Regions from separate parts of the Mus musculus genome. Here regions 2, 3, 4, 5, 6 and 7 are each linked to region 1. Evidence: chromatin contacts called from public Hi-C, HiChIP or PLAC-seq and promoter capture Hi-C data. All regions are on one chromosome and are shown on one strand. Each heading gives the region's core, a stretch centred on a gene start, on an enhancer-like site or on the middle of the called end of the contact. The rest is flanking DNA. Distances are from core to core; before and after follow the strand shown. Region 1 holds the start of Vps45 (vacuolar protein sorting 45). Region 2 holds the start of Pip5k1a (phosphatidylinositol-4-phosphate 5-kinase, type 1 alpha). Region 3 holds the start of Cdc42se1 (CDC42 small effector 1). Region 4 holds the start of Setdb1 (SET domain, bifurcated 1). Region 5 holds the start of Pias3 (protein inhibitor of activated STAT 3). Region 6 holds the start of Arnt (aryl hydrocarbon receptor nuclear translocator). Region 7 holds the start of Ankrd35 (ankyrin repeat domain 35).

Region 1 (4,365 bases), core at 1,172-3,671:
GATGGGTACTTGTTGAAGAGAATTTGTAAATGCTACATTTTATCCAGCTACTAAGTCTCCCAAAGCTGAGAAAAGATACAGAATAGCCAAGTGCCCTCTACTTCCCTGACACATTGTAAAGCCTCAGCATGCAGCTATGTTCTGGCCTTCAGTTGTGTGCCCCTTGCTCCCTCTCTGACTGAATCATGAAGCATTTGTTTATGCATCTTTCTGGCCTGAGGTTTTAGCAATATGCTATTTTTACAGTCTGGTAGTACACTATTTAAAAAGGCATGAGCTGCTTTTATTCCCAGTACTCTGTTTTTATCCAAGGAAGCTTTAAGTTCTAACTCATCCCACACCAAATACAGTAGTTAATTTCAAAGTTATTACTTATTGTAGATATTATGTATTCATTCTTTGAGTGATGGACACTCAGATTGTTTACAACTTTATCTTACGACTCTCAGTGACTCTGTTAGAGCATCTGTGTGCATGCTTCATAAACATGTGAGAGTTTTTTAGAGCATGAAATTTCTCTCATGGCCACACACAGGGGACACTGGGAAAGCTGACAACTGAAGCAGCTCAGAGGCAATGGGGGCCCAGTGGCCCTGCATGGCCACTTCTGGGTTAAAAGTGTGGGAATGATGCTCTACTGTACAAGAATACCAAGGGGCAGGAAATTTGAACCCACAAGCATAAGGGTTTTATGTTTCACTAGCTTTTAAAGATAATTCCACATTTCTATTAAAAAAAAAGGCTCTTTGATTCTTGCGTTGGTAACCTGTGAATTCTTGTCTCACACTGTCTCCAACACTTGGTATTGTCAGACATTTTAAGCTTGTCAAAGTAGGTATTTTCTTTTTCAAAAAGTCATATCTGTCTGAATACAAATAACTAAAAGGACTCTCTCCACTCATTTCTTACAATTGTAATCTGACAAGGCACCATTTCAAGGACAATCATTGTTCTACTCCTCGTCTCTTGTTCAGTTTGTTTTATTTTTTGAGACAGGGTTTCTCTCTGTAACAGAGCCCTTGCTGTCCTGGAACTCACTCTGTAGACCCCGCTGGCCTCAAACTCAGAGATCTGCCTGTCTCTGCCTCCTGAGTGCTGGGATTAAAGGTGTGTGACACCACTGCTGGCTTGTTCTTTTTAAGATACAGAAAGTTGAAAAAATATGACATACTATATTACAGTCCAGGTAAGGAAATAGAATCCAAGCAACATGGGTGATGGTGATTTTTCAGATACCAGTAACTTGCTAGATTTGTGGGTAAATTTTATTTTCTTTGATGAGTCAGTTTTCTATAATATATGAACTTTTTTGCTGATAAAACAGGATTGTATATAACATTAGATCTCATTTGTGTGTAGTTAATATCCCACTGACTCGTTTAATATAAAGCTTTAAGGCTTCTGTCAAAACATATGCACACCAGTAACTCCAGCACTGCAGACACTGAGGGGTCACGCGTTCAAAGTCAGCCCGTGTTACATTGCAAAGCCTTATTCAAACAAAAAGGAAGAAGAAAGAAAGTCTCAAAACCTGTACTGTGCCCAATGGGAAGTTTTATTTACTGGTTTATTTATTGACTGGAAAACTGAAAAGAACACATTTTCACAATTTTAGAAGTGACAAATACCTGTATTTCAAGTGACTTCTAGTCTTCCTCAAGGGATTTGGAAACTTCGCATAATTTGCATAACCCGATTAAGTTCTTCTATTCTATTTAACCGCATATTTCTTACAGTATGTTGAAAAAACTAGTATTTAGTGGTGCTGTGTTGATTTTAAATTAATTTTTTAAATTAGCATTCTCAATGAGTCTCATAATGGCATTTATACACATGACAATAATATCTCATTCTAATGTGTTTCCTTTTTTTCCTGCCTCCAGCCCCTCTACCCCTAACCCCGCGGTTCCTAAAGCTCCCTGGTCCCCTTCCTCTACTAAATAGTCTGTCTGTTTTGTGCTCCTTGTATTCATTCCCTTGTATTCCAATACTATGTCTATCCGGGTCTCCCTCTCTTAAAATCTCCTTCTCACCTCTGGTGATCCTTTGCAGTTTCACATCTCACACACGTCATTATTTTGGTGTAAATATTTGAAGCACTAATAGCCAATGATTTGTTGCAGTTATTTGTCTTCCTGGTTGTACAGTTCTCTATTGTAAGAAGGTGAGGAACAAAACACCTTGATCCGAAGTGTGATAATAGTGTGTCATCTGTTGAATTTTTTGGAAACTGAAGCTTTAAGATCCAGTTGATTGCTAATTGTTCTTGCTTCTTAGATTAAAAATGTGTTTACCTTTAAATTCTCAAGTTGGTTTTGTTCCGGCCCCAATGAATTAACTGTCCCCGCCCATTGCAGGGGCCCTGGAAACCCGGCGTCCCTGAAAGCCAACCAAATTCAGTACTTTGGGCGCCGCGAGCTCGCAGTCCCAGCGGTCCTGAGTAGGGGGCGGGTGGAAGCTCCGCGCCTTCCTGGGGTCTCTAAGGTCTACAACATCTCTAAATAGCGTTCCCATTGTTTCTTCATTCAACAAACGTGATGAATTTCAGCTCCCCTTCTCTCTTTAGGAAACCCAGTTGAGTCTCATTCTATGACCTACCAAATACAAAATGCCGTCTCTTGATGCTACTTTGTTTGGATACTTTAGAAAACCGGGGCTGCCTCTGTAACCTAGCCTGGGCTATCAGAGAACTTGCTATGCAGTACAGACCTGGGACCCCGCTGCCCCAGCCTGCCCAGTGCTACGATGACGTGCGAGGGCTTCAGAAAAGATGCTCAGCAAACAGTGTCCGAGAGAGCTGTATCCCGCGGTGCGCCAAGCGCTTCCCTACTCAGGACCAGAAGCCAGCACAGCGCGGGTTCGGGGAAACAGGCTGCCTTCCACTCCCTACCGAGAAGCGTCGGGAATGGCACCGTCGCTTAGCTGCTGAGTCTGAGTCCCGGACTCCACGGAGGAACTACAATTCCCAGTATCGGAGCTACCCGGACTCCCGGAAGCCGAGGCTTTGGCGACCGGAAGCAGCTGAGACCCAACAGGCCTGAGGTTAATTCAGCCAGGAAAGTGGGTGGGAAGGGCTGTGGGGCACCTGTCAATTCGCCACCATGAATGTGGTCTTTGCTGTGAAGCAGTATATTTCCAAAATGATAGAGGACAGCGGGCCGGGCATGAAGGTACTTCTCATGGATAAAGAAACGGTGAGTTTGCTTTTGCTCAGTATTTATAAAGGAAGCTCTCCCTTCCTTTAGAATTGCTGGCCCCGTTCCGCTGTAGAACTTAGCATTTCACTGATGACGATGATCAAGTCTGTCTGGCACTGGGAAAGTTGTAGAATGCTTTCCCAGTGGGTGTGCAGTCTAACCAGCTCTAACTGGTGCCAAGAGACTTCTTACACCTGAAAGAGTGTCTGCAAAGAAATTGTTACTGGCGACACAGGGAAGACTTTACTCAACGTTGTTTTTAAAAGTAAATTGTTGGGGTTCAGCTGAAATAACAGGCTATTTGTTGACCACAACTTTAAAAAAGGAATTGTAAAGGAATGGTGAAGATCCTCTTTAGAAGTTTCTGAGTTGTTCATGTTCAGAGAGAGTGGTAGGTTTTCATTCTAACACATTACAGCCTGTTTTGGATATTAGGTAAATATTATTCTGTATATTAGAATTTAAATTACCTACTCAAATATTAGTGGCAAAAGGCTTAACTATTGATGCATGTTTTTACTAGTCCGGACTAGTATAATCTTAGTTCGTTCTTTTGCTTTACAGACTGGTATAGTGAGTATGGTCTACACACAGTCAGAGATTCTTCAGAAGGAAGTATACCTCTTCGAACGAATTGATTCTCAAAATCGAGAGATCATGAAACACCTAAAAGCAATTTGTTTCCTTCGACCCACAAAGGTACTACACACACTGAGCTGCCGTCTCTGTGGGCAAATGCAGAGTACTGATCCGAAAGCGTTAAGAAGGCAAAATAAATTTGTGTTACCATCATTTGTGGCATCATAATTATCCTGTTTTGTCAGAGTTGTGACCTTTCTTCTCTCCTTTCCATGCCTCAGTTCACCCCCTCACAGCCAGGTTTTCCTTCTAGAGATCTTTTAGAATAATAGCTATTCCCAAAGCCACTAACTCTGGGAACCTAAGTCACTTTAGTGCTGGCTTGACCTGGTACCTCGTGCTGAACACCACCGTCACATCTCTTTCCTACAGCTCTTACTGTCGTGAGCCTTTCTCATTTTAGTTCCACCTGTCCTCAGGAACAAATCTGTCTTTATCATAAAAGTCAGTGAGCGGTCACTCCGTGATTGCTATAGTGGCTCAGTCTGACTCCTTCCGTTAATCCCAGTGGTCTAGCATGAAAAGGCCC
Region 2 (4,365 bases), core at 478-2,977, 950 kb after region 1:
AAATACAAACTATAGGGAGATAATTCTGTTTTTAACTGCCTTATGCATTTAGGTCCTTTTTGCCTACTTACAATTTCAGAGTCTGAAATAGCTTTAATCTCTACCTCAATTGATTTTTAGAGCACCTTAGGAAATAGAATCAACTGAGTTTACACTTAACTCAAGTGTTTGTTAACTTGTGCAAGAGGAGGGCAGAGGAAAACTTGAATGGATCAATTCTCTTATCCCATCTCATGGACCTAGGCATAGTTTGGTGCCTTTATCTGATGAGTGGTCTTAACAGTTCCCAGGTGACTGAATGCCTTTTCTGGAAATATAGACAATTTATTCAACAGTATTTACTAAGTATCTGTGAGACACAACTTCACCTGTGAGTGAATAGCACTGTCTGACACCAGTAACAGCAGGGCGAAGGTTTCAGGTACAGTACAACATACAATACTTCAGTGCTACCGAGTCAAAATGCTGTTGAATTAGTGATGCTAATTCTATCAAATGAAGTTTGTCAATCTTTAGTACCCAAGGGAGCACAAAGAATCCAGCAGATGGCAGTAAGGAAACAAATATTTTAGGTCTTGAAGGCAGAGGAAGAAATCTGAGGTTAAGGAATGGGAGATATTTGATGGATACTCTGGCCCTGGGTTCCCTTTGGAGGAACATCTGGATAGGTGTCCAGGCCACTTTAGAACCAATAAGCTGGAGGTTTTTTCCCATGCCTTTTATTTATTCATTTCACAAATAATTATTGAGTGATTACCTTGTACAAAAATGTGACAGGAGGTGGACATAGAACTTTAGCACACAGTCTTTGCTTTTCAGAAGCGCTTGTTCAAAAAGGCCTTCCCTAGGCTTCCCATAATATTCACAGCTGCTAGGGTTCTTTGTAAAAACTGGGCAGAGGGCTGGTGAGATGGCTCAGTGGGTAAGAGCACCCGACTGCTCTTCCGAAGATCCAGAGTTCAAATCCCAGCAACCACATGGTGGCTCACAACCATCCCTAATGAAATCTGATGCCCTCTTCTGGAGTGTCTGAAGACAGCTACAGTGTACTTACATATAATCAATAAATAAATCTTTAAAAAAAAAAAAAAAAAACTGGGCAGAGTTCATATGACAACTAGGCTAGAGTAGAATCCCTCTGTATTTCTATGCCCTTTGGAGTATAGATAATTAGCAACTGAATGCTAAGGAGGACTTTGGATAGGGGGAGGTTATTTGATAGTCTGTAGTCTTTTTTTTATCAGGTCTTTTAAACTTTGTTTTTATGTATTTTTCTTACTTTTCTTCTTATATTGTTGACAAATCCTCATTGCCTTATTTATCAAATATTTACATTTAATGAACTCTGTCGCTGTGTCTAGCACTGTTTGAAGTAAACAAAACATCTATTTTTATGTCTTTAGAAGGAAGATCCCACAAGCCGACACCTTAAACAGTAAAGGCTGGAAGAATTCTTGATGGTTGTGATGTTTTGTAGTGCACAAGAGCTTAACATTTCGGACTTGACACAGAGCTGCGTTCCGAATTCTTTCCAGGACTGTCATTTGAGGAGCTCAGTCCATCTCGGTCCAGCTGATTCTTAACAAGAGTTCTTAGCAACCCGATCAAAGATACGAACCTATATTGGCCTACTGAGCCACCGTAGACTCACGGTCTACGGTCGGTGGATTCCTTGGGGTGTGGCATCATCTGTCACGTGATCCGAAGTCCCCTCTGATTGGCTTCTCTTTTCTCCGGCTAGATAGACGAACGCCGAGAAGCTGTGGCGCATGCGCAATACCGGGGTTTCCTTGGCCGCCCACCCTGAGCCGAGCGGTGGAGTTGGGGATAAACAGGCAGTGGCTGGGGAGGTGAGGGAGGGGGGGCATTCGCTTTTGGGGGCACCTCAGGTGCCTAGGTTTTCCTTTAGGTTTGTTCTATCCGAGACGCGGGACTCCCGGGGCCCGGCTCAAGTGTTCCTGTCTGGTAAGAGAAGGTAGCTTTGGCGGAGAGCAGTTCAAGTTGCTAGGAAGGTGCGAGACTGCAGCTCTCCCCCATGCCGGGCAAGTGGTGCGGTCCTGAGCTTGTCCTGGAGCCTGAACAACGCCTGTGAGAAGCCCGCCGAACGCGGGTTCTGTGAAGAGACGTGGGGAAGATTCGATTCCGAGAAAAGGAAAAGCCGGATTGAAAGGGAGCGAAGCCGCTGAGGGGGAGGGGGCTGCCAAGATGGCGTCCGCCTCCTCAGGGCCAGCGGCGGCCGGGTTTTCATCCCTTGATGCCGGGGCCCCTGCTGGTACCGCAGGTGAGTCGGGTGGGACGCGGGCAGCCGACTGAGGAGGACTGTGAGATGGGAACAAGACCGAGTCCTGGGAGGGGACCTGTGGTTGAGGATGTCCGAGGGGTTGCCCCTAAGGGAGGACAGGACCGGACTTTGAAGTAGACAATTCTATTACTAGAGGAGTCTGGGGGAAAGGATGGATGTCGCTGAGAAAAAGGGAAGCTGACGAAAACTCACACAGTGTCTCAGAGGCGACTGCGTTGAGAACTTTGAGGAGGAAGGATGGAGACTGAAGGTTGGGGGTTAAGAGAGAAACGACAACAGGAGTGGAGAAACGAATCAGTGGAGACTGAGGATACAGCTTAGTAGTGGAGATCTCGTCTAGCATGCATCAGGATCTGGGCTTAATAAGACAAAATAACGTAAACGGAGTATTGGTAGATAAAGGTGTAAGGTAGATACCAAAGTGATTGTGAAATTAATAGATCAAAATGTTGAGGGGATTATGGAACTTAAAAGTAATGGAGAGTCATGGGAATTGTGGATTTTATTGGGAGTAAGTTCCTGGAGTGGCTTTCCGCTCAGACTCCCTCCCCCACCCCCCGCCCGCCCCCCTCCCAGTGCGTCATTCCTCCTCTCATCTCTTGTCAGCAGCAGCCAGCCACATGCTTACTTTCTCACATTAACTCTTTAGGGGATTCCTATCTTTAGGTTGTACAACTGTGGAAAGGAATGAGGAGTTGTGTTGTTTTGTATTTTGATACAGGCACTTCTTATGCCTTCCTGACTGGCCTTAGTGCTGGGATCATGGGAGCTTACTATAGTCAGCACAGAGGGAAACATTGGAAACATCTAAAGGATGAGGAGGGAGGTCAAGGTCAAAACACCCTAAAAGAAGGAGGGTAAATGAAATGAAGCCTTGACTTGTAGAAGAGTCGGGGTTAGGCCTGTGGTTAGGCTTCATAAAGATGGGGAGGGGTGTGTGCGACTTGAGAGCTATGGGAGGATGTTGCATAATAGGATAGGGACTGGAGGAATGCCTAGGATGATGTATGAAGAAATCGTAAGGAACTGGGCAATATGGAGAGGTCAGAGTAGTTAGAGATTAGTAGGGATTGAGGGCTGGAAAGGCCCGCAAAGAAAAGCCACAGCAGATTGTCTGTGGGAGGGGAAATGTGTATGGGGGTGAATCAGAAGCTGCTCCAGAGGAATGTTGGGTGTTCCTCAGTAACTGTTGCCTGAGAAGCTGCTGGGTATGAGGTGGGTTTTTTTTTTCCTTTTTTCTGTGATTTTTGTCCTTGCCATTTATTTTATTTTATTTTATTTTATTTTATTTTGAGACTGGGTTTCTCTGTGTAGTCCTGGCTGTCCTGGAACTCACTCTGTAGAGGCTGGCCTCGAACTCAGAAATCTGCCTGCCTCTGCCTCCCAAATGCTGGGATTAAAGGCGTGGGCCACCATGCCCGGCTGTCCTTGCCATTTTGAGTTGACTTGAGTTTCCCCTTAAACATAGTCATAGATACCTTCTTCATAAGCTGCAATTTTAGTTTATGTGCCTCTATTTTTAGTTTCTTGAGGAGGTGACTTTGCCTTTCCTTTAAAAGCATTTGAGATCTGTAACAACCCTTGTTTCTTTCTAAATGTGAAAAAGGATAGTGTTTATAAAAGTGACAGGTTTTTGTTTTGTTTTTGAAATTTTACTTATTGAATTATTTTTATTGTGTGAGTGCATAATTAGAAGAGTATGTGTCAGAGTCTGGTTTCCTCCTTCCCACCTTTATGAGAGTGCTGGTTATTAAATTTTGGTCATCAGGCTTAGATAGCAAACACCAAGCTGAACCATCCCTCCCACACAGGTGACTTTTCTCTTTTTCTTTTTTTTTTTTTTTTTGTTTTTTTTGTTTTTCGAGACAGGGTTTCTCTGTGTAGTCCTGGCTGTCCTGGAACTCACTCTGTAGACCAGGCTGGCCTCGAACTCAGAAATCCGCCTGCCTCTGCCTCCCGAGTGCTGGGATTAAAGGCATGCGCCACCACACCCGGCTTTTTCTCTTTTTCTTTTTTTCTTTTTTTGTTTTTTTCAAGACAGGGTTTCTCTGTATATCCCTGGC
Region 3 (4,365 bases), core at 1,316-3,815, 830 kb after region 1:
CAGAGGGCCTGCTTAGGCCTCCCTTCATCTTCCCCTCATGCTCTGACCTGTGTCTCCCACTCTGCTCCCCACCACCTCGAAGCTCCACCAGTGAACCAGACACAGGAACTTTCCAGTAGCACTTGTGTCCAAGGAAGAACTTTCTCCCCTTTCACTGCTGCCAGGGGTTACGGCCCAGCTGAGTTTCCTTGTGTGAACTGCACTTCCCTCTCCTATAGTACAGACCAGCTCTGGGAGGTAGCACAGCTCATGAATATTAAACATTAGCATGAATAAGAATGGACCTTTCCCTCCAGGCTTGAGGCTGGAAGCCTAGCCTTCCAGTAGCCTAGACAGACCAAAAAAAAAAAAAAAAACCAACAAAAAACCGAGTTCAATTTGTTTTTTGGACATTTTTCTTTGTTGTTTTGTAGCAGCCTTGAGATGAGATCACTCAAACAGTGGAATAAGGCTTCTAGGGTAGGAAAGAACCCAAGAGTCTGGACTCTCTTTCACTTCCTTTCCCACCCCTGGAAGGGAGGAGTAATGAGACTGAAGTCCAGAGCACAGCTGCCCTGAGAGGGGAGGCTTGGTCAGTGGGAAAGTCAGTCACAAGGCTCATCAAGATGGTGGCAGGTGGTAAGGCTTGGGGGAAATGGAGAAAACAATAAAGAATCAGAGGAAACCCCTAACACTACCAGATAGTCCAGACTGAGGCAGGGCTCTACCAACGTCCTCCACCCTGCCCCAAGCGAGCCGAGCCGGCGGCGTGGTCAGGGGTGGCCGATGCTGGAAGCGGGAAGGAGGAGGGAGAGGAAAGGGGGCCGAGGAGGGAACAAGGACAGTTCTGTTTCTCTTCCAGGGACCTGACCAAGCTGGGTGGAGGGAAAGTGTGTGTGGGACTTGGCGTGAAACCACCAATGATGATGAGAAGTGACCAGGAAATTCCATTCCCTTAGGACATTAGGGTCTCTGAAACTTGGAGGCCCGTGTCAGAGTGTGAAGACCAGCCAGGGTCACTGTGGTAGTGCGGGAGTTGGGGGTGGGGTGGGGTGGGGTGGGGGGGGGGGGAGGAGGAACAAAGCCAGAAAAGGAAGTACTAAGCTTTGGCTGTCACTCCTCTTCAAAGCAGCCAACGAATGGGCTGGGAACAAATAAAGCCTGAGCTGGCTAGCTGGGGAGGGTGGGATGCTGAATCCATGGCCCACTACTTCATCCCCACAGTAAAAAGGAAGCCAGGAGGGATCAGGGACAAAAGCGCAGAAAGCCACATCCTTGACAGGAGGGCCCCTCTCACTTCCACCAGAAACCCAGAACTTGAAATGACAAACCCTAAACCACCGTCATCGTCCCGGTGGGCCTTACACACTTCAGAGCTGTAGAGGGGCGAGCAGGAGAGAGGTGGGGAGGAAGGATGTACACAGGTAGTTCCCCGAGCCTGTGGTAGCCCCAAACCGGTTCTCCCGGTCCCGCTGCCTCCGGCCCCAAGGCCTCCCTCTCCAACCCGCTGTCTGACAAGCCTTCACAAGAAGCAAGAAGCAGCTGGAGAGAAAGAGACTTGAGAATCGTGTGGGCAAATTCTGGCTATAAGCCCGGGGATGCAGCTGGTCCCTGTGTGGAGACCCTCCAAACATAGCGGGCTGCTGAGGGACTCCCAAGAGAGGAATGGGCCCCATTTTCAAACAAGTTACAGATATTTGTCCGAGCACCAACCCTGCCCTAACCCCAGGGAAGGGCTGGGGATACTTAAAAGTTAACAGAAGGAGATCCTAATTTCTTCCCCTCCCCCAATATTCTCCGTCAGACTCCAGCTCCGTCCCCCACCCACTGCGACCCAGGATGGGAACTTCGATGAATTGTACTGGCTCTGTCAATGTTCTCCGTGGCTGCTTCACTCTGGCTTAGACCTTCCGGGGCCCAGCACCACTTCGGATTCTCTAGCACAGCAGATCTCTCAGGTTAGAGGGCCGGCGAGGAGCCCCTGTCGCTTCGCACCTTCCACCCGGCCCCACGCTGCAGTCGCCGCTTCCCTGCCTCTCCGTGGCTTGCGCCGCCCGCGCGTGTACTGTGATCGCGACCTCCCCGCTGCCCTGCCCTCCCCTCCCCGCCGCCCGCGCGCAGCCCGGCTCGCCCGGCGCTCTTACCTGCGGCTCCCCGGCGTCCCCACTGCGGGCGGGGGCTCCGCCACTCCGGGTCCCCTGGCTGCTTCTCGGCACGGCGGGGAGTTGAGGGCGGGCCGGCAGAGGTGGGGCTGGCGGAGGGCGGAAACGCCGGCGACGCGATTACGAAACCCAGGGGCTGAGAGCGGAGCGCAGCGCTCCGCCCAGCTTCGGGGCGCACGGCGTGGCCCGCGGGGACAGCGGCAAGCACCGCGCTCGGGGACAACCGCGGCACCCCAACTGTCTGTGCTAGTCTGTCCACCTGCTGCAGGCGCTGAGAGGACGATGCGCTGGGGCCCTTTCTGAGTCTCCCAAAGTCCCCTTTAGTCCTTACAGTGGGAAAGGAGGGCCATTCTGTTGTTTAACCGGAAGACTTTTTAACCCATACATCTAAGTTAGAGGACAATTAACTGCTCAGCCATGCGCTCCAGTCAGCACGAGGGTACTTGGAGAGGTGGGGGTGCGGTGCGAGCCGACGGAGAGGCTCTACGGTGGATAGCGTGTTCCGGAACCTATCCCTCGAATTAGCCGAGTCAGGCAGAGAGGGGGCGGGGAGTGCTTCCGCCCTTGCTAGGAGGGGCTGCATTGCAGGGGAGACCCAGCGGCAGATTCTGTCACAGACGAGGGAGAAGGCGTGAGGAGACAAAGCCGTCACATCCGCGACAGCTTCCTTCAGCAGCCTCCTCCTCTCCAGTCCAGAGCCGACCCCCGAGCCCCTGAGGCATCCCTTCCGTCTTCGGAACACCCTAGTCATTCATTGCTAACAGGTAACCAAGACGAGGGACCGCTTCTTAAGCTTGAAAGACCCCGTGTGAGACCGAGGTGGGGGGCAGTTTAAGAGGAGAGAAGGGGGCGCTATGAACAATGGGTTACTATTCGTTACCAGATTTTTTATCTGTTAAGATCTCCATCCATGCCTTACCATGGACCTAGGCATTCATTTCTAGCACTTTACCTGTAATCATCTCTCGGCATTTAGCTCTTCATTTCATGTATTCATTTTCCTATAATTTTTGCCCTGTGCATCTAATGGCTTCTGTCTAGTGTCTAGTTATCTATATCTTCCTTTTCAAGCTATAATTTCTGCTACCAGTTATTTGGTGAATCTTTATTCCTACTGTAATTATTGTAGCCTCTACTCCCTTGTATTTCTATCCCCCTCGATTTTCTGTCTCTTGTAGGGAGGTTTGGGGAGTAGGGTACTTTTTTTTTTTTTTAAACATGAGATGCTATTGAGAGTGATTGGAACCTTTAACAATCTCCTCCCTATCTCAGATTTTTGCTCCAAAGAGGCTTTAGGTGGGACAGGTGGGAGCCATTGTGGGATTGCCCGATGGCATGCTGCAATCAGTGTAGCTCACAGGAACTACTTATGACAGCAGATTTGTCTTTGCAGCTCCTCCTAGAAAAAGGGGAGGATTGTGGCTAATAGGAAAATCCTAGAGCAACATGAGAAATACCAGGAAGCCTCCATTTTCATCCACCACCATCCCTCCTTAGACTGCATGGTGGCAGCATGACACAGCAAGGCCCTGTGGATTAGGCCTTGAATGCTCTTGGGGGGATCTGGACAAAGGGTATTTGGGTGTGTCCAGGTAGTTTAAAGAAAGTGTATCTTTTAAATGTGTGTATCTACTAATCATTTTATCTCTAAGAATAGACAATGAAAATTTAGAAGTTACTCTGCATAAAATAACTGGGTGGCATTTACTGAGCAAATATGTCAATTTTCACCATCCAGAGCCCTTAGGATAAGCAAAAATAGATAAAATGATGGGTGAAGAGCATTTAGGGAAAGAAAGGGGACGATAGCTGAAGAGCAGCCGGTCTTTTTTATTTTAATGCCACATATGCCTTTATGTCTGTTTTCTGGGACAAATTTGAGTCTCTCTGTACATGTCGATAGGTCAATGGTATAGCTAGAGATTTTCAGCCTTTTAATATCTCACACATTTTCTTTTAAATTGTTTTTGTTTTATATTCGTTCATGGTCTTGGTTTGGTTTTGGGGGGCTTTGAACCCACAGTCGTCCTGCTTCAGCCTGAGTGCTGGGACTACAGCTGTGCTCTGCCACACTGGACTAGCTTTTTACATTGGATGATAGTTCTGTCCATCCCTGATAAATTATTTAGGCAACTTTTTTTAGGTTACAGTTGTTAGGAAGTCAGTTTATCAACAATAACTCAAATCCTAGCTTAGTCTCTGCTCACTTTATTTTTTGAGACAG
Region 4 (4,365 bases), core at 1,005-3,504, 700 kb after region 1:
GTCTCCATGGTTACTTTTGTCAAGGTCTCTTTTAGGGTTCTATTTATCCTTTTTACCTGTCCTGAGCTTTGAGGTCTGTACACACAATAATTTCCATTCGACCTCTAAATATTTGGGCATGCCCTGACTTACCTGGGCAACAAAGGCAGGACCATTATCTGACACTATTGCTTTTGGCCTTTTGGCACTCTGAACCTTGGAAAATTTTCTTCTTCTTCTTCTTCTTCTTCTTCTTCTTCTTCTTCTTCTTCTTCTTCTTCTTCTTCTTCTTCTTCTTCTTCTCCTTTTCCTTCTTCGGGTGGGGGGTTCGATACAGGATTTCTCTGTGTAGCCCTGGCTGTGCTGGAACTCACTCTGTAAACCAGGCTGGCCTCGTACTCAGAAATCTGCCTGCCTCTGCTTCCCGAGTGTGGGAATTAAAGGCATGCACCACCATTGCCCGGCTTCAATAACCTTAATGACCATCTGATCAGTCTCATTTTTACAGGGAAAAGCTTCTACCCATCTTGAGAACGTATCCACAAAAGCCAGAAGGTATTTATATACATATTTTCCAGGTCATACCTCAGTAAAGTCTACCTCCATGTAGGTGCCAGGTCTGTCTCCCGGGTACCTCTTCCCTGGATGCACCATAGTGCAGTAGACATTGACTTTTGCAGGGCACACACTTGTGCACCACCTGCTCCACAAGGTGTTTTAACCCTGGTACATGGTACTTAGTCTTGGAGAATGTCTGGATAAGCTTGTTTACCCCTAGGTGAGTCCACTGGTGCATCTGTTTGATCATAGCCTCTGCTTGTCTTTGTGGCAGGATTTTCTCTCCCCCAGAGGTGTACCACAGTCTCTTATTTTTGTTGAACTGATGACTGGAATCTTTGAAAATGAGGGCTAAGTCCTCTGCTGTGTAAGTAAACTCCGGGACCGGTTTTTTGGGCTCTGTTGCCAAGAACACGAGGGCCATGGCTGCCCAAATGTTTTGGATTCCTTAAAGACACACACAAACACACACAAGGGCTGGAAAATGATTTCGTATTTAAGAACACTTATTGTTTTCCAGATTATTTTGAGTTTGAATTTTAGTGCCTATGTTGGATGGCAACTGTCTGTAACTGCAGTTCCATAGAATCCAGTATTCTCTTCGGGCTTTTGAGGCCAACTTGCACTTATGGGCACATATGCATACACAGACACACAGGTGTACAGAAAAATATATTTTATATAGATACCTTGCAGGACATGGTGGCTCACAGGTTAATCCCAACAGGTAGAAAACAGAGGCCGGTAGATCTTTGCACAGTCTACATAGCAAGTGCCAGACCATCCAAGATTACAAAGCACGACCCCATGTTAAAACTACCACAACAAAACACTTCTTGAGTCTGCTCTTTATTTCTGTGTTTCAGCTTCCTTTACCCTTGCAGGCAGGGTTATGGGAGGACAGTGGAAGAAGACAGTGTACTTGAGTTTGGCAGTTTATTTGTAAGGCTGTTCTTAGGCTAGAGGGGTGTGAGCAGTGCTGGGAGATTGGCCAGATCTGCTGTGAAAGTAATGGCATTCAAAGATGAGTAGGCAGAAAGAAGCAAAGAAAGAAATGAGAGCTGGGCAGTGGTGGTGCACACCTTTAATCCCAGCACTTAGGAGGCAGAGGCAGGCAGATTTCTGAGTTCGAGGTCAGCCTGGGCTACAGAGAGAGTTCCAGGACAGCCAGGGCTATACAGAGAAACCCTGTCTCAAAAAAAAAAAACAAAAAAAACAAAAAAAAAAAACAAAAAAACAAAACAAAACAAAAACAAAACAAAACAAAAACAAAAAAAAACCTCAAAAAACAAAAAACCTTAATCTTGTGAAAGATGAAAACTACACAATCTCAGTGATAAAATGATGAGTTTTTTGTTGTTGTTTATTTGTATTTTTCTTATTTCCTATATGAACACTCATTAATTTTGCTAAAAAATTAATTTTATTACTAAAAAAAATCTTCAAATTAAAACAATAATCAACTATATTGGCCACCTGTAGGGGAAGAGCTTCCATAAATGACTCCGGAAAATACCTGCTTTGTCCAACTAGCCCCTTATCTGGAAATGCCCTACTTCACACATGCATACTCTCCTTAAATTCCCATAACCCCTGTACCGCAGCGCTATGCAATAAATTTGGTCCCTTCGGGCTACCGTCGGAGAGGCCGGAAGGACGCTCCCTATTGCTTCCGGACCGTCGGTTTGCTCCCCGCCCCCTCCTGCCTCCTCACGCTGTTTCCCCTCCCCCGCCGTCTCTCCTTCAGTTTGCCTGGGTTTGGCAAGGCGGAGCCCTGGAGTAAAACCTGGGGTCGGGGTTGTGAGACGCGGCCCTTGCGGTCGGGCGCCAGAGTTGTGGGGAGGACGGACTGAGGTGCGCTGAGGCCGAGGTGGACCTGGGAGGCTTGGCTGGTGCGAGGCTGGGGCTGTGTGTGGGAACTTGGCGGGAGAGGAGCGAGCCGGGGGCGGGCGGGCCTGAGGCGGCGGCTGCGGGTGGGCGCGAGGCGGTGCGTGGGTGAGGCGGTGCGTCGATGAGGCGCGGGAAAGCAGGAGGGCGGCAGGCTGGAGGCTGCTGCGGTTCTGCGTGGCCCGGGCGGCCAAGCGCCTGTGCGCGTTATTCCGAGTGTGGCTGCTGGGTGGTCGCCATGGCTTCAAGCTTTTGCTCTGATCACGTAGGGATGTCCGACTTTTCCTCTCTTCGTCCCTTTTCTTCTTTGCTGGTCGCAGACTCCCAGGGCCTGGTGCAGCCGGGAAGCCCATCCCTTGTGCAGCTGCCCTCTTGCATGGCCCTAGGAGGTTTTAAAAGCCACCTTGCCACGGGAAAGCAAAGAGCCGCGAGGAAAAGGAGGACTAAACAACCCGGGTGGAATTAGTTCATTGCGGCTCACCTGTCTCCAGCCGCCGGTGCCTCGGTTAGACTCGGTGTAGTGACAGAGCCAATTAAGGAACAAGTAGCTCCCAGAAGTATCTTCCTTGGTCGATAAGCACTCTTCGGTTTCCTGAAACCTTGTTTTAGCTAGCTCCCTGGTGCGTGTTGGAGTTCTCCAGGGTCTCCCCGCTCTTAGTTGTTACCCAGAGCTTGGGTCTGTGTGAGAAGATGAGGCTCCCCGGGAAATCTCCAGATCGCCTTGTGGAGGAGGAGGGGAGAGAACAGAGTTTGCAGGCTTTTGATTATGAGACAGAAATGGTGTGAGCCTCGGTTAGAGTTGTTTTCGCTTCTTGTTCATCCTGCACAGGGCCAAAGCATGTCCTCCCTCCCTGGGTGCATGAGTTTGGCTGCAGCGCCAGCTGCAGCTGACTCTGCAGAGATTGCTGAGCTGCAGCAGGCGGTGGTTGAAGAGCTGGGTATCTCTATGGAGGAACTTCGTCAGTACATTGATGAGGAACTGGAAAAGATGGACTGCATACAGCAGCGCAAGAAGCAGCTCGCAGAGCTGGAGACGTGGGTACTACAGAAAGAGTCTGAAGTGGCTTATGTTGATCGGCTGTTTGATGATGCATCCAGGTAGGGATTCCAGGAAGCAGAAGTAAATGTCCATCTGTGTCCTCCTTGGAGTGACTGTTGTTGTCATTGTCCTAAGCACTTTATACTTTGGCGACTTCAGTCAGGTGGGGCCTTACTCTTCCTCTGAGTTTGTAATGCAGAGTTGCAACAGAACACTTTTTCCCTGTGGGTAGCTGCTATGTGATCAGCAGTAGTTAGGTTAAAGGCTTGAATTCCCTTCTCTTCCTCCTGGACTGAACTTCCTTCCTAAGATCCCCAGAAAGTGAAGATTGTAGAGTTGCTGTCTTTTCTGTTTTTCTGAGACAGAATCCCAATACCTAAATCTTGCTGGCCTGCAACTTGCAGAGATCTGCCGACTTTTGCCTCCTAAGAGCTGCAATGAAATGATCCTAGCTTATGCTTGTTGAGTTGATTGGGGTTTCATTCGTTCATCCATTTTTGATACAAAGTCTCTTTACGTAGAATTGGCTGCCCTAGAACTCACCATATAAACCATATTGAGCTGGACTCATAGAGACCCATCTGCCTTTGTTTCTCCAGTGGTGAGATTAAAGGGATGTTTCACAGCACCCAGCAAAATGAAGTTGATATTTAAAGCTGTCTTCTTAGTTCCCAAAGCCACATAGATAATAAATATCAGATATTAGGACTTTTGTAACAGCAGGTGGAAAATTGAAGTCTAGAAAATTGTTTCATAGAAGAATTACATGGAAACAAACATTCTGTGGAAAAGCATTCTAAATAGGTACTTTGGAACATGTAGAGCAAACAGTCTATATTTAAATATACATAATTTCCTGTTACTGTGTTGTGTTTTGTATGTGGGGGGGGTTGTTTTTTGTT
Region 5 (4,365 bases), core at 770-3,269, 640 kb before region 1:
AGTGGCCAGGTGACAAGAGGATTGTATCCCACGGCCACCTCCCTATCACCTGATCCATCCTGTTCTCCCCGTGCTTCTGAATTGAAACTTTTTAAAGTCAGGGCTTTAAGCCAGAGTTCAACACTCCATCATCATCATCATCACCACCATCATCATCATCATCCACACCTTTTCATTGCCTACATGCCCATACTCCTTTAGTCTTGTTTACTAGAAGATAGCTACCAAAATGTGTAGGGGAGAAGTCCCCAAGTCTCAGTAATTGGCCAGACTTACTCCATCTGTCAGTGATCGCTAATTTCTCTGCCAGTGAAATGAGCCAATTCAAGCCAAATTAGATTAGATTAAAGGTAAATTTGCCGGGCGTGGTGGCGCACGCCTTTAATCCCAGCACTCGGAAGGCAGAGGTAGGCGGATTTCTGGGTTCCAGGCTAGCCTGGTCTACAAAGTGAGTTCCAGGACAGCCAAGGCTACACAGAGAAACCCTGTCTCGAAAAAAACAAAAAAACAAAAAAAAACAAAAACAAAAAAAAAGTTAAGTTTATTAGGAAGCTGTCCTAAGGGAATCGCCATAGGGTGGAGGAAAGGGGGGGGGAACGCACAAAATGTCTGGATTATATAGGGAAGAACCTTGGGGGAAGGGCAGCCCAGCCCCTGGGCTGGAAAGTTTAGGGTTGAGGCCTTAGAATGCCAGGTAGGGACTGAGGGATGCTGGGAGAACCTGGAGGCCAGGGCTGCTTTGAGATGTAAAATATGCACCTCAGCCCCCTTGTCCTGGGGTCTGAAACCAAACAGTCCAGAACTACCATCTTCCTTCTTTCTCTCATACATGGTATATTCATAGATAGCCACCAGGGTGGGAACCAAGGCAAACTTCTCAACAGAGACCCCAAGAGAATGAGAATGGGGTCTGTGAACCAAAGCACAGAAGTCAGCTCTTAAACGTGGATGGCCCAATGGCTAGAACTCAGGCTTACTCGGGACAAGGATGGGGCGAAGCCAGAAGATGGGGGAATGAAGGTCTAAGGTTCTGTAGGATATCTTCTGGTGTGGTTCCTTGGAGACTGTGTTGTGGTGGGGCAAGATCTCTCTCCTTCTAGGGCTCCCTTCTGTGAATGTCTAGAAGACCTAGTCACGGGTGGACCATTAGCTCTCCCAAGTTCTTTTCCTCCTGGTCTCCTTTTCAGGAATGTGATGAAAACCTTGTCCTTCTCTCTACCTTTCCATCCTTGGCTCCTCCTACTTGTTTTTATTTCTCCACTGGCTCAATAACTTTTTTTCTATCCAGTGGTTCACACTTCTCTACCTCTCCAACCACAGGACCTCATTAGGACAGTTCCTTACTCTAAGCCTCCAGGATGCTCCTGCCTCATCTCTTAAGGTACGCTCCTGTACAGCCCCGCCCCCTTACGTCTCAGCCCCCCTATCGGTACTGCCCAAGGCTCGGATGCCCACAGCAGCCCCAAGCCTAAGCTTCAGGTCCCCGGGAGCTTGATAACATCTGGTCCTCGGGTCCCATCCCTACGGCTCCCCCTCACTGTCACACCTCTTGGCCTGATGGACTCACCCCTACGCCTCTAGAGGAGCTTTCCCTCGCCCGCCTGTACCCTGCAACTACCTACTACTAAAAGCGGCTACGGCCCCGCGTCCCCGCCCCTTGTGCCTCGGCCCTCCGGGGCGACAATTCCCCCCTCCGCCCCACCCCTGCATCTGCCCTGCGGCCCCGCCCCCGGGGCGCCACCGCAGCCCCTTTTCGCGGCCGCTGCCCGCGCATCCCTGTAGCCAGTCCCTGCCACGTCGCCCGCACCCACCCCATCCCGCTGCGCCCAGCCTGGTCGCCTCCCCGCCTCAGCGGGCAGCCGAGCGAGTCCTGCTGGGGCTGGGGGAGGGGGCCGGTACCTTTAACTCGCCCAGCTCCGCCATCTTGAGACATCGCAGGCGCCCCAGCCCGAGCCGGAGCTCAGGCCCAGGGACCGGCGCAAACTCTCCGCCCCAGCGCCGGCCGCAAAGGCCGCCTGCTCCGCCCCGTCCGGCCCCCTACACCTCCCCTTCCCGGCCCCGCCCGCCGGGCTCCGGACCGCCGCCGGCCTCGCCCCTTCTCCTGCAGCCGGATGGCCGGGGCAAGTCTCCCGGCGGCGGGAGACACGGTGGCCCCGCAGGGAGTGTGCAGCCCGGGGATCTCGGGGCCCTGCGGGTAACGACGAGAAGGCGGACCCGAAGGGATGGGCTTTTAGGCAGCCAAGGATACTTGAAAGATGGAGGGAAAGTATCCGGAACTGCCGGAGCTCCGAGGGATGGGGGAGGGGCGGCGAAGTTGGAGCCCCTGTCCCCCGGAGATCTCCGCCGCAAGTTTAGTTAGCGAAATCCCAGAGTCCCGCCAACTCTGAAAGTGATGCTCTCCTGTCCTTTTTGGGGGAAGTTGGGGACTTGCGAACTGTTGGAGACGGCTGTTCCGAATTCTTCACCTCCCCCGAACACAGCAATTACAAGCTTAGGTCCTGCTAGCGCCATACGACTCAAGGCTTGACAGGCAACAAAGTTGGGTGCGGAAAGCAGGACTTACCCGCAGAGTTGCGGGGGTGAGCCCCGGTGCAGAAAGGGCTCGCGCAGCTCCGGCAGTCTGCTGCACGGCTGGAGTTCAGTCGGGCAGCTGGACGCTGCAGCCGCAGCACCGCCCGGGCCTGAGCTCCGCCCGGCCAAGCGTTGCTGCTGGGGCCGCCCCCTCCAGGGTAAGCCCGCCAGGACCTCGGAGAGGGGAGAGGGGCGGAGCCCAGGAGCCGGGCGGGAGTTATTAACTCCTCTGAGCGCTGAGGAGAGAAGAGATTCTGGGCATTCAAAGTTTGAGTAGTCCTTTGATCCCTTGCGGGAGGGAGTGTAGAGCCTGGACTGGGCTGGACTGGGACTATGTGCATTGGGACTCTGGTTGTTTAGAAAGGTTATAGGATGAGATCTCCATCTATCTGGGGGAAAACCTGGGCTACAAATGGAAAATAAGCAGCCCAATCCCTACAGATAACCCTCTATCTCCCAACCTCCAAATATGCTTTCAGTAACTAGGGATCCCACAGTTGGTGAACACAAGGAGATACAGGTACAGAAGACACACTTCTGCCCCTCTTTAAAGTGCCTACTTCCTCCTCCAAAGCTTTGGACCCTCCAAAGGGCCCTGTTTCAACCAAGTTGGTCACTTAACCTGACGATTTGAGTAGTTCATTTCTTTGTTTGTTTGTTTGTTTGTTTGTTTTTCGAGACAGGGTTTCTCTGTGTAGCCCTGGCTGTCCTGGAACTCACTCTGTAGACCAGGCTGGTCTCGAACTCAGAAATCCACCTATCTCTGCCTCCCGAGTGCTGGGATTAAAGGCATGAGCCACCACTGCCTGGCTGAGTAGTTCATTTCTATATCTATAAAGATAGCTACTTTAAGGCACTGTTCCTTATACTAGTTATCGTAAAAACTCCACATTTTATAGTTGTTTGGGGCCTCAGGGATAATGTCATTTGTCCAGTAAATATTTGTAAAGGGGGGAGGTAAATATTAAAGTGGCAATCAGGGATTGCTAGGTGCTGAGGGCTTAAAACCATTCGAAAGCTCAGTCTGGCATCAGAGGCAAGTTGTACAACAAACATGCAAAATAATAAAAAGCTCTAGTAAATACTAGGAATAATCTCATTTAGTTTAAGCCTTCAGTGTAATCCTTTCCATGAGCCCCAACCTAAGCTGCAGGCCATAAAGTGCTAACAATATTTCTAGTGCCTGTTAATTATACTTGACTACTTCCTGGTTTTGTTCCTAGGGAAATAACCACCCTCTCCTAACACTGGGGATTGGGGAAGGGAGTTGTTGCTTGCTGTTTGAAATGATGGGCCCCTCAAGCTAAATTTAGGCTTAAGTACTTGGCCCTAAATCTCATCTGCAGCTCCCCGCATGCTAATCAGGCCCTGGTACTTGTCTGTTCTGGGGATAGAACCTCAGACTTTGTGCACTGGGATGTTGGCACAGCCAGCTGAGCTCATTGCCAACCATATTGTTTTGTTTCTTCTTACACTTGATATTGTTTTTGCCCCAGACATTTTTGTGACTCCAGACCAGTAAATGGGCATATCAAGATAAGTATATGGGGGCTGGAGAGATGGCTTGGTGGTTAAGAGCACCGAGCTCTTTCAGAGGTCCTGAGTTCAAGTCCCAGCAACCACATTGTGTGACTGGTGACTCACAACTATCTGTACTGGGATCTGATTCCCTTCTCTGGCTCGCAGGTTTAGATGCAGATAGAGCATTCATATACATAAAATAAATAAATCTTTTAAAAAATAAGCATATAAGTCAGGTATTTACTGACTATAAACCATAAAGATTTTTCTAAT
Region 6 (4,365 bases), core at 1,236-3,735, 620 kb after region 1:
TTTTTGCTTGGTTTGGTCTGGCTTTTGATTTTGAAACAAGGTCTCACTATGTAGCATGGAACTGACTTTGTAGACCAAGATGGCCATGAACTAAGATATCCCCCTGCTTCTGCAAAGATTAAAGGAATTCCAGCCTATTCTCCCTCTGTTTGGTAAGTACCTATGATGACTCTGCCCACCTCAAAATTGAAGAAGCAAGCAATCAAATAACAATAAATAAAATCAATTATTTCTACTGGTGATGACACTCACAGCTTTAATCCAGCACTCAGGAGGCAGGAGCAAGCAGATCTTGAGTTGGAGGCCATCCTGGTCTACAGAGTGAGTTTCATGACAGCCAGGGATACATATAGAAGCCCTGCCTTGAAAAACCAAAGTCAAAACAAACAAACAAACAAACAAACAACTGTTTCATTAAAAAAGATTCTTAAATCGTACTTTTTAAAAAGTTTTGATAGTTTATATAGGATGGCACATGCGAGTGATTCCAGCACTTGAAGATAGAAGCAAGAAGACCACTGCAAGTTCAAGGCCAGCCTGATCTTCACAGAACACTGCAGGCCAGCCTCTCAAAATTCCCCACTCAGAAAAAAAAATAGAAAAAAATTACTATTTCCTGCTTACAGACTTAAGCTAATATTGATAAGGAAATGACTATTTGGTCAAGAAAGTGTTGTTTTAGTAATTGGTTTAAAATCAGAACAGGGCAGCTAGAAAAGCTTCTGACTTACTAACGTGTCTCTACGGCCTTAACAAGAGAGACACTTTGCAGTCTGAAGAGTTATATAAGGATTTTGCAACATGGGATCAGTTTGAAATCTTGTTTACTCTAATCAGACATGGGCTATTTTGCTACAAGGTCTGATTTTCTCTAACATTTTTCAGTTGTATAGTTTTATTCTATAATTCATCAAATATTCCAATAGTTTCCTGACAATTTACTTCATCTTCATGTAAAAAAAATAATAATTTAGGATTTAAAAAACTGATATTCAGGGGCTGAAAGGAAGGTTCAGTAGTTGTGAGTATGTGTTACTCTTCTAGGACCTAATGTCAGTTCCTAGCATCCACATCACGGGGCTTTCAACTGCCTGAAACTCTTGCTGCAGGGGATCCAACACCCTATTCTGGACTCCTCCCATTCCTGCACTCACAAGTAGACATTATCATATACATAATTTCTAAAGCTTAAAAATATTTTTTTTAAAGTTGATATTGACACATGAATTTGAAGCCAACCTGGGCTACATATAAGTTCTAGGACTCTCTCTCTCTCTCTCTCTCTCTCTCTCTTAAAAAAAAAGGCTGTTTCCAAAAATAATGGGAAAACAATACATTTCCCAGTGTTTCAGCTATTGTGTGTATGTATATACATACGTGTGTGTACCCTGTTACTGTAATATAGTACATTAACAAGATAAAATTTAAAAGTTCAATGTGAAATAGCAGAGACCAATATTACACAACCCTCCCTCCAAACTCTTCGATGATACAGACTTCTGGGAAATGATGGATTTACTTTGTTGGAAAATAACAAGGTAAATTAGCCCAACTAAAATGAAATACTTCCTAAGATGTAACTGAATACAGTAGAAAGGACTGAGAGGGAGACTGCAGTGATCCAAAGTCAACCGGGGGCTGGAATGAGACAAGACTCAAAATAAGATGAACGAGAGACAGAGACAGACAGACAAACAAGCAAGAGGACGTCCACAGACAAATGGCGCGGGACATTTTTCTGAAAGAACAGGAGTTGCTCCACCTCGACCTAACAAGATTTAAACCTGGGTTCTGGACTAAAGACCTGTCCTGAACTATTACCATTACCCAAACCTCTGCCTTCAGCAGCAAGACACTAATAACTACGCTAAAACCCTAAATTTCAAAGTATAGGAGTTACAAGAATCTGAGCAGATTCTCAAAGAACTAAGTTTTCCATTTAAATGTAAACCAAGTGTAGAATCAAGCAAGACTTTGCAAAACGTCAACGTGGCCCCGTCTATAGCCCAGTTTACGCTCGCAGTTACACCAAGTCAGTTTGCCCAGTTACTTACTAGGCATCAGGGGAACATCAGCTGGCAGAGGGTTAAAAGACCACAACACTCCCTAACACCGCAGGCAGAGTGGAGACGCTGGCCAAGCGCCACCACTACTCCAGAAGTTGGGGCACGGAGCCCCCAAACACCCGTCACCCGTTCCCCAGGTCCTCCGGGCAGGGCGCCTCCTCGACACCCCTCCCCCAACACCCGAACGCCACGGCCCTGCTGCTCTGCTCTGGCTCTCCGCACTTGTCAGTCCTTTCTGCCGCCTCACCTGGGTTAGCTGTAGTCGCCGCCATGGTCGAGATGGCACCGTCCCTGCGCCACCCTCGGTGGGAGGGGCAGCCGCCACCGAGCTGGGGGAGGGGAGGGAAGAGCCACTCCGCAGATTAGGCACCTTACCGCCGCCACCGCTACCGCGGAATCCAAGATGGCGGACGCCCACCCCCCTCCCCATCCTGGGCAGAAGACACGCCCCAAACTATGGGCGCGGTCAGTCTCCAGACAGCCTCCCTGGGAGAACTGGCCAATAGAAACAGTAAGTCGCCATAGAGGCCGGGCTAGTGACTCGGCCAGTGAGTCCGGTGACCCGAGGAGTGCTAGGAAGCCTGAGCTAGGAAGCCAACCAGCTGTTTCCCTAATCCGGCCTTCTCGGCGTCAGAGATTCATAACCAAATTGACGTCAGTGAAATGCAAAGAAAACGAGCATTTTACTAAAATGTTTTCTTTCTTAGTGGGCTCATCAGCATATGCTTCCTACAGACGATTTGTTATGCAAACCCTCTTTATAGGTTCTAACACAGGGATCACTAATCCATTCTAGGTTGTTTTTTCTTTATGAACTTTTGTCACTAGTAAAAGTCCGATAACTAATTCTTAAGAGTTGGCTCTGAAGCTGGTAGGAAAAAGCTGGGTGATTACGTGGTACCAAAGATGCCAACATTTGAAATGGAGACAACGAACAAAGAATTTTTATTAAACAAGTATTCCAGAACTCAGAATGCAAAGACCAGTCTGTACTACAAAATGAAACTAGTCCCTTTCTCTGCCCTCCAAAAGTGAGGTGTCCTATGTCACAAGTTTTTTTAAAATGACAAGGTAGTAAACACACAGACGTAATGTCTAATTATAAGAACTGAGCAATTCAGAACAGACAATGTCGACTCAAAACACTGTGAGATAAATTCTATAATTTTACAAATCAAGAACTACAAGCAGGGGCTGGAGAGATGGCTCAGCGGGTAAGAGCACTGACTGCTCTTTCAGAGGTCCTGCGTTCAAATCCCAGCAACCACATGGTGGCCCACAACCACCCCTAATGAGATCTAACGCCCTCGTCTGGTGTGTTTGAAGACAATTACAGTGTACTTATTTAGAATAATAAATAAATCTTTGGGCCAGAGAAAGCAGGAACTGAGTGAGCCGACCAACTGGAGTGGGCGAGGTTGATTGGAGCAAGCAGAGGTCCTAAAGTCAATACCCAATAACCACATGAAGGCTCACAGCCATCTGTACAGCTACAGTGTACTCATATACATAAAATAAATAAATAAATCTTAAAAATATATATTTAAAAAAAAAAAAGAACTACAAACAGATCCAGGCATAGTGATGCATGCCTTTAATCCTAGTACTCAGGAGGCAGAGACTGGCCAATTTCTCTGAGTTCAATGCCAGCCTGGTCTACATAGTGAGTTCTAAGACAGCAGGAGCTATATATAGAAAGACACTATCTCAAAAACAAACAAAAACCAAAGACATGAAACAAAGGCCACCTTGCAAATTAATCCAGTAGTGAGAAGCAAAGTGAATGAAACTAACACCCAAAGTCTATTATATTCATCACCATGTATATGTGGACTGGGGGGAGGAGGGTAATTTTGTTCTTTGAAACAAGGTCTCATGTAGCCTAGACTGACCCCAAATTCACTATGAGGATGAAAATGGTCTTGAATTCACCCTCTCCTTCCAATGTTAGAACTATAAGCATATGGCACTACTCTTTGGCTTGTTGTCAGTCTGATTCACCAAAAAAAATTTTTTTAATTAGCCATAAAGACGACTCCACTACACAGCTACACCTAACATCCCAAGATCCAATGCTCTGAACTTACACAAGGAGAGGACTCCTGCAAATTATCTTCAACTTTCCTCACACCAAAACATGTGCACTCACACATACACAAAAATTTTAAAAACATTTAGAAGTAGAACTGACAAGATGGCTCAAGAGCTAAAGGTACTTGAAGTTGGATTCTCCAAAAGCCACACAATGGTTCGAGGAGAGAACTAACTCCCATTCACTAAAAAGAGGTGCAGTGAGAGG
Region 7 (4,365 bases), core at 1,182-3,681, 610 kb before region 1:
AAAGACATTCTCAGTCTAAGCATGCAGTTCTAAGTGTGCCTTTCATGCCCTACACTCTTGATAAACTCTGATCTTGCAATACTAGGCATTCAGATGAGTGGACGTTCCTCATGGTCAAACACGTAGAGAACTAGGGCCATGAAGGATGAGGGAGGGTTCTAGATCCCAAGATCTAGCCCACCGCTCACTCCAGCATCTAGGAAAGGAGGCACTCACTGCCCAAGGACTAGAGAACCAGAAAAGGCCTAGGGCCATATCACCTTGAACTTTTTGATTTCAGGATCTAAGCCAGGGTTGGGCCTGGTTAGTACCAGGATGGAAGAATCAAAAAAGAATGAACTAAGCCAGGAGTGGTAGCTCACGACTGTAATCTCAGCACTTGGGAGACAGAGGCAGGCAAATCTCTGAGAGTGGGGCCAGCCTGGTCTACAAAGGGAGTTCCAGGACAGCCAGGGCTACACAGAGAAACCCTGTGTGGAAGGAACAAACAAACACAAAAACAAAACAAAACAAAACAAACAACAACAAAGAATGAAATAGTCCCCCTCCTAAAGAGAAACAGACTCCATAAATCTGAAAGGGAGAACAATTCTGGGAACTTTCCATAATTAGGGGAAAGTGACCATGGATTAGAAAATCACTGAGAGCTAAGCCAGTGTGTTAAGAACCCAGGTAGCCGCAGTTTCTGTTATCTGTAAGAGTAAAGGCCCTTACTGTTTGGTCAGTGTGTAGAAACTCCATGCAGAAGCAAATGTAAATGGGACAGAGACAGGCCTAGACAGTTCTTACTCTTGCTTCACAGGTTTCTGCCAGGTTTCTGTGGCCTGCCAGGCACAGTGAGATAACCAAACATTTCTCACATCTGCTTATGAATGAATGACGCGTCAACTAAGCAATATTAGTACCAAGGGACTCATACCCCCAACCTCCTCAGAAGACGCCATTCCCTCCACAGAGGGCCACTCCGGAAGAACTCTTTAGAGAAGGACAACTGTATCCTCCCTGAACCACCATCTTCCAAAATCTTTGTTTTGCTCTAGAGGGGAGAGAACGGAGAAGAGAGTAACCCTTGTCAGGAACTCTCTCATTGTGATCCACTCTGTCTTCTCCTTCACCATCTCATTCCCCTAACTCAATCAAAGAAAATGAACACAAATGCTAAACAAGACAAAGGAATAATTGGGGGTGGGGTGGGATGGGGGGAGAACCAGACAGAACTTGATTGGTCCCAAGAACCAGTCTGAAGACTAGACAGTACAGAGAACTGGCCAGGGTAAATTCTGCAGGCAACTCACCCAGGCTCTTGGGGATCAGCCAGGAGACTTGTCTGTCCTCTGACAGCGTTTGTCTGGCTAGCTAGGTTGCAAGGTTAAGCCACTGTAAGCAGGCAGGAGGTCCAGGCAAAAGGTAGAGGAAGTAATATTGAGGAAAAGGTCACTGGAAATTAAGAAAACAGAGGCCCCATGTTGGACAGACGCTTGGAAAGAGATTTGGATTGGTGCTTGAGAGAGTGGAAGAGGCAGTGTCATGGAGTGGAAGAGGCAAGTTTGGTAAAGGAGGCTGTGAAGAAGGGTTGGAAGAAGGCACTGGGGTGAGAATACTTTGGGGGCAGAAAATACTGTTAGGGGCAGAAAGCAAAGAGTAAAAATGGAGCTATGTGAGAGAGAACGTTGTGAGAAGGCAAGGATGGAAGTGAAGCTATAGGGCAGGAATTAGGGATAGAAGTAGGAACGGATTTAAAGGCTGGGGTGGGGGCGGGCAGATGTCTGGAGGTGGGTTGGTACTGGGAGCCGCAGCTGAAGTAGAGACCAGGGTCATTGGAAGAGAACAGAACTTTAGAAAGCATACCAGAAGCTGGAAGCCAAATATGTTGGGAAAAGGAGCCAAGGGGAAGCACCTTGGGAAGGAAAAGATTAAGGGACAGGGTTTTAATAACACCCATAAGTTCAGTTACCAGGGCTGGCGACCGCATTATCAGAACTGCTAACATCGCAGGAAAGACTGATGCAGGCAGGGTTAATGCGATCATCCATGGAGATGGGACTCAGGACTTCTGTCAACACAGGGCTTGAATCCCAGCCACAGCCCTTCTCCCACACATTTGGCACCTACCGCCACTTGTGAACTGGAGCAGGAGAAGATGCGCTTCATGGCCGGGGCTAGGGCCACGGGGGGACGGGGACGCGCAGAGAGCCGGGCCACAAGTTCCTAACCCAACTCGGCTACGGCTGTGCCGAAAGACAGCTGTCAAAAAGCAGACTGGGTCCCGCCCCAAGCCCCGCCCCAGATCCCACCCCGCTCAATCGTAGACGTTCAACTGAAGGCTGGGCTTAAAACCCCGCCTCTGGCCCTGCCTAACCCCGTCCCTGCAGAGGCAAAAAGCCCGCAGTCTTTTGCGGCCACCCTGGCTGGCTCTCAAGTTCCGCCCTTCAGCCGAAGCCCGCCCCCTGTAGTTACCTACCGAATCCAAGAGGGATGCTCGCAGCCTCCGCACCAGCGACTTCCAGGCCCTAAGTCCCCCGTCTTTCTGCTTGGAGCTCCACCCCCAGTTCCGCCCCCGCCCCCTCTCAAGGACCTCCACAAGCTTCGATGTCACCAACCTCTTTTACCAGTTAATGACTCTTAGTCATAGCCATGACCTGTGTGTGCTTCATCCCCTCCCTCCCAACGCCCCAAGATCTTCTATAGAGTTTGGAAACGTGATGCACTAAGCAGACTTGATCACCAATGGGTGATTTGTGACCCACTGCAACCAGAGGTTGGACAAAACTCAAAGGATCAAGCCGATCACTAACGCAGATCTTAGAAAGCAGCAAGGGGAGAGTTTTTACTGTCTGCTTCCCCACTCCAAGAAACAAACAAACAAACAAAAAGTCCGACCTTCCTTATCCTTTAGACTCACTTCTTAGTAATTCTTGTTTGACAAGTATTAGTTGCAGCCAACTGGTCTGGCCTTCCCATCTCTCCTTTCTCCTCCCTGTAAACCAAGCAAGCCCACCCAAATACTCATGGAACCCTATGGAATAAAGCCCAAAATTCTTTTTAGAAGTGTTTTACATTAATTCATTTACTGAGGCATGAGTATGCGCTAAGGGTGGGCACCCTTGTGGAGGTCAGAAGACAACCGGCGTTGGCTTTCTCCATTCACCTTGTGAATCCGGTGCTTGAACTAAAGTAGTGAGGCTTAGCAGCAGACCCCACCCCCACCCCCGCCCCCCCAAGATGCTATAGGCCCAAAGTTCTTTTCTTTTTTCTTTCTTTCTTTTTTTTTTTTTTTTGTTTGGTCGAGACAGGGTTTCTCTGTGTAGCCGTGGCTGTCCTGGAACTCACTTTGTAGACCAGGCTGGCCTCGAACTCAGAAACCTGCCTGCCTCTGCCTCCCAAGTGCTATTATTACAGGCATGTGCCACCACCGCCCGGCTTAGGCCCAAAGTTCTTAACATGGTTTTCAAGGTTCTTCTGAAACAGAAGCCTGAAGAAGGTGTGGTGACGCATCCGCCTTTAATCTCAGCACTCCGGAATCAGAGGCAGGTAGATTTCTGTAAATTGAGGCCAGTCTTGTGTGGTGGGTCTACATAGCAAGTTCCAGGACAGCCAGAGGTACATAACAGAGAGATCCTGTCTCAAAAACCAAAACCAGAAGCCTGCCTTCACTCTCAGTATTTTCTGGCAAACTTCCAAGTTTAAACTGTTGTAGCAGACCATTCATTCATAATGCCCTTTGCAACTTTTTTTTTTTTAAGATTTATTTATATGTAAGTACACTGTAGCTGTCTTCAGACACTCCAGAAGAGGGAGTCAGATCTCATTACCATGTGGTTGCTGGGATTTGAACTCCGGACCTTTGGAAGAGCAGTCGGGTGCTCTTACCCACTGAGCCATCTCACCAGCCCCCCCCCCTTGTACTTTCTTAATCCATGTAAAGTGTTTTTCATTGTTGTAAAATTTCCCTTAAAACTCTGACAACCTGCCTATCAGTGTGCATTTTGGTGTGTGCCTTACTGGTCATTCTTACCATCACCTAGATGGCCCCCACCTTCCTGTTGTCCGTTTACATCTTTGTTTTTCCAATCAGGTGGGGACTCTCTGATGGCAGTGGTTGTGTTTTTGGTTTTTTTTTTTTTTTAATTAGTCCCCTAGCTTGGCTCATAGTAGGTCTTTAATGTCTGGTAAGTAAATGTGTGAATGTATAAATGCATGAGTGAGCAAAAAGCAACAAGAAAGGAAGTGTCTAGTGTGGAGAAGAAACCATTGTTTCTATAGTTGCTTCTACACTGGTTTTGCTTCAAAAGACTAATGAACTTCTATTCTGAAGAATAGACCGAGAAAGTCGGGAAGAGCCCTGCTCCTGAGCTTAGGACATTG

The links. Promoter capture Hi-C pulls out the DNA fragments that hold promoters and counts their contacts. A called contact is a pair of places that touch in the nucleus more often than the background predicts. HiChIP or PLAC-seq counts read pairs in DNA pulled down with a chosen protein or histone mark.
Region 2: an H3K4me3 HiChIP or PLAC-seq map of bone marrow-derived macrophages shows a contact between it and region 1, with 4 times the contacts expected there. The contact joins the promoter of Pip5k1a here to the promoter of Vps45 in region 1. A contact is called at or near these places in 1 of 39 promoter capture datasets (pre-B cells) and 3 of 115 datasets of contacts at active chromatin or transcription factors (astrocytes, bone marrow-derived macrophages and pancreatic cancer cells).
Region 3: a contact with region 1 is called in a promoter capture Hi-C map of pre-B cells, with 4 times the contacts expected there. The contact joins the promoter of Cdc42se1 here to the promoter of Vps45 in region 1. A contact is called at or near these places in 1 of 39 promoter capture datasets (pre-B cells), 2 of 115 datasets of contacts at active chromatin or transcription factors (fibro-adipogenic progenitors and trophoblast stem cells) and 1 of 9 other capture datasets (adipose tissue).
Region 4: a contact with region 1 is called in a Hi-C map of pro-B cells, with 3 times the contacts expected there. The contact joins the promoter of Setdb1 here to the promoter of Vps45 in region 1. A contact is called at or near these places in 1 of 39 promoter capture datasets (liver) and 1 of 484 Hi-C or Micro-C datasets (pro-B cells).
Region 5: a contact with region 1 is called in a promoter capture Hi-C map of pre-B cells, with 2.8 times the contacts expected there. The contact joins the promoter of Pias3 here to the promoter of Vps45 in region 1. A contact is called at or near these places in 3 of 39 promoter capture datasets (hippocampal neurons, liver and pre-B cells) and 1 of 9 other capture datasets (adipose tissue).
Region 6: a promoter capture Hi-C map of liver shows a contact between it and region 1, with 4 times the contacts expected there. The contact joins the promoter of Arnt here to the promoter of Vps45 in region 1. A contact is called at or near these places in 3 of 39 promoter capture datasets (liver and pre-B cells) and 1 of 115 datasets of contacts at active chromatin or transcription factors (fetal liver).
Region 7: a promoter capture Hi-C map of pre-B cells shows a contact between it and region 1, with 5 times the contacts expected there. The contact joins the promoter of Ankrd35 here to the promoter of Vps45 in region 1. A contact is called at or near these places in 4 of 39 promoter capture datasets (hippocampal neurons, liver and pre-B cells), 1 of 115 datasets of contacts at active chromatin or transcription factors (pancreatic cancer cells) and 1 of 9 other capture datasets (pancreatic islet).

Annotation. Positions count from the first base shown.
Region 1 is chr3:96,056,511-96,060,875 of GRCm38.p6, reverse strand. It overlaps Vps45 (vacuolar protein sorting 45), which reads left to right and starts at 2,421. Exons shown (of 15, transcript NM_013841.3): 1 at 2,421-3,194; 2 at 3,762-3,896. The coding sequence starts at 3,102.
Region 2 is chr3:95,104,292-95,108,656 of GRCm38.p6, reverse strand. Pip5k1a (phosphatidylinositol-4-phosphate 5-kinase, type 1 alpha) reads left to right here and starts at 1,727. Exons shown (of 15, transcript NM_008847.3): 1 at 1,727-2,281. The coding sequence starts at 2,206.
Region 3 is chr3:95,226,624-95,230,988 of GRCm38.p6, reverse strand. It overlaps Cdc42se1 (CDC42 small effector 1), which reads right to left and starts at 2,565. Exons shown (of 5, transcript NM_172395.3): 1 at 2,124-2,565. It overlaps Mllt11 (myeloid/lymphoid or mixed-lineage leukemia; translocated to, 11), which reads left to right and starts at 2,312. Exons shown (of 2, transcript NM_019914.4): 1 at 2,312-2,905. Gm16740 (predicted gene, 16740) reads right to left here. Exons shown (of 4, transcript NR_108026.1): 4 at 4,331-4,365.
Region 4 is chr3:95,355,091-95,359,455 of GRCm38.p6, reverse strand. Setdb1 (SET domain, bifurcated 1) reads left to right here and starts at 2,254. Exons shown (of 22, transcript NM_018877.3): 1 at 2,254-2,391; 2 at 3,254-3,522. The coding sequence starts at 3,263.
Region 5 is chr3:96,694,730-96,699,094 of GRCm38.p6, reverse strand. Pias3 (protein inhibitor of activated STAT 3) reads right to left here and starts at 2,019. Exons shown (of 14, transcript NM_001165949.1): 1 at 1,900-2,019. The coding sequence starts at 1,923.
Region 6 is chr3:95,432,510-95,436,874 of GRCm38.p6, reverse strand. Arnt (aryl hydrocarbon receptor nuclear translocator) reads right to left here and starts at 2,485. Exons shown (of 22, transcript NM_001037737.2): 1 at 2,314-2,485. The coding sequence starts at 2,338.
Region 7 is chr3:96,668,197-96,672,561 of GRCm38.p6, reverse strand. It overlaps Ankrd35 (ankyrin repeat domain 35), which reads right to left and starts at 2,431. Exons shown (of 14, transcript NM_001356538.1): 1 at 2,113-2,431. The coding sequence starts at 2,151.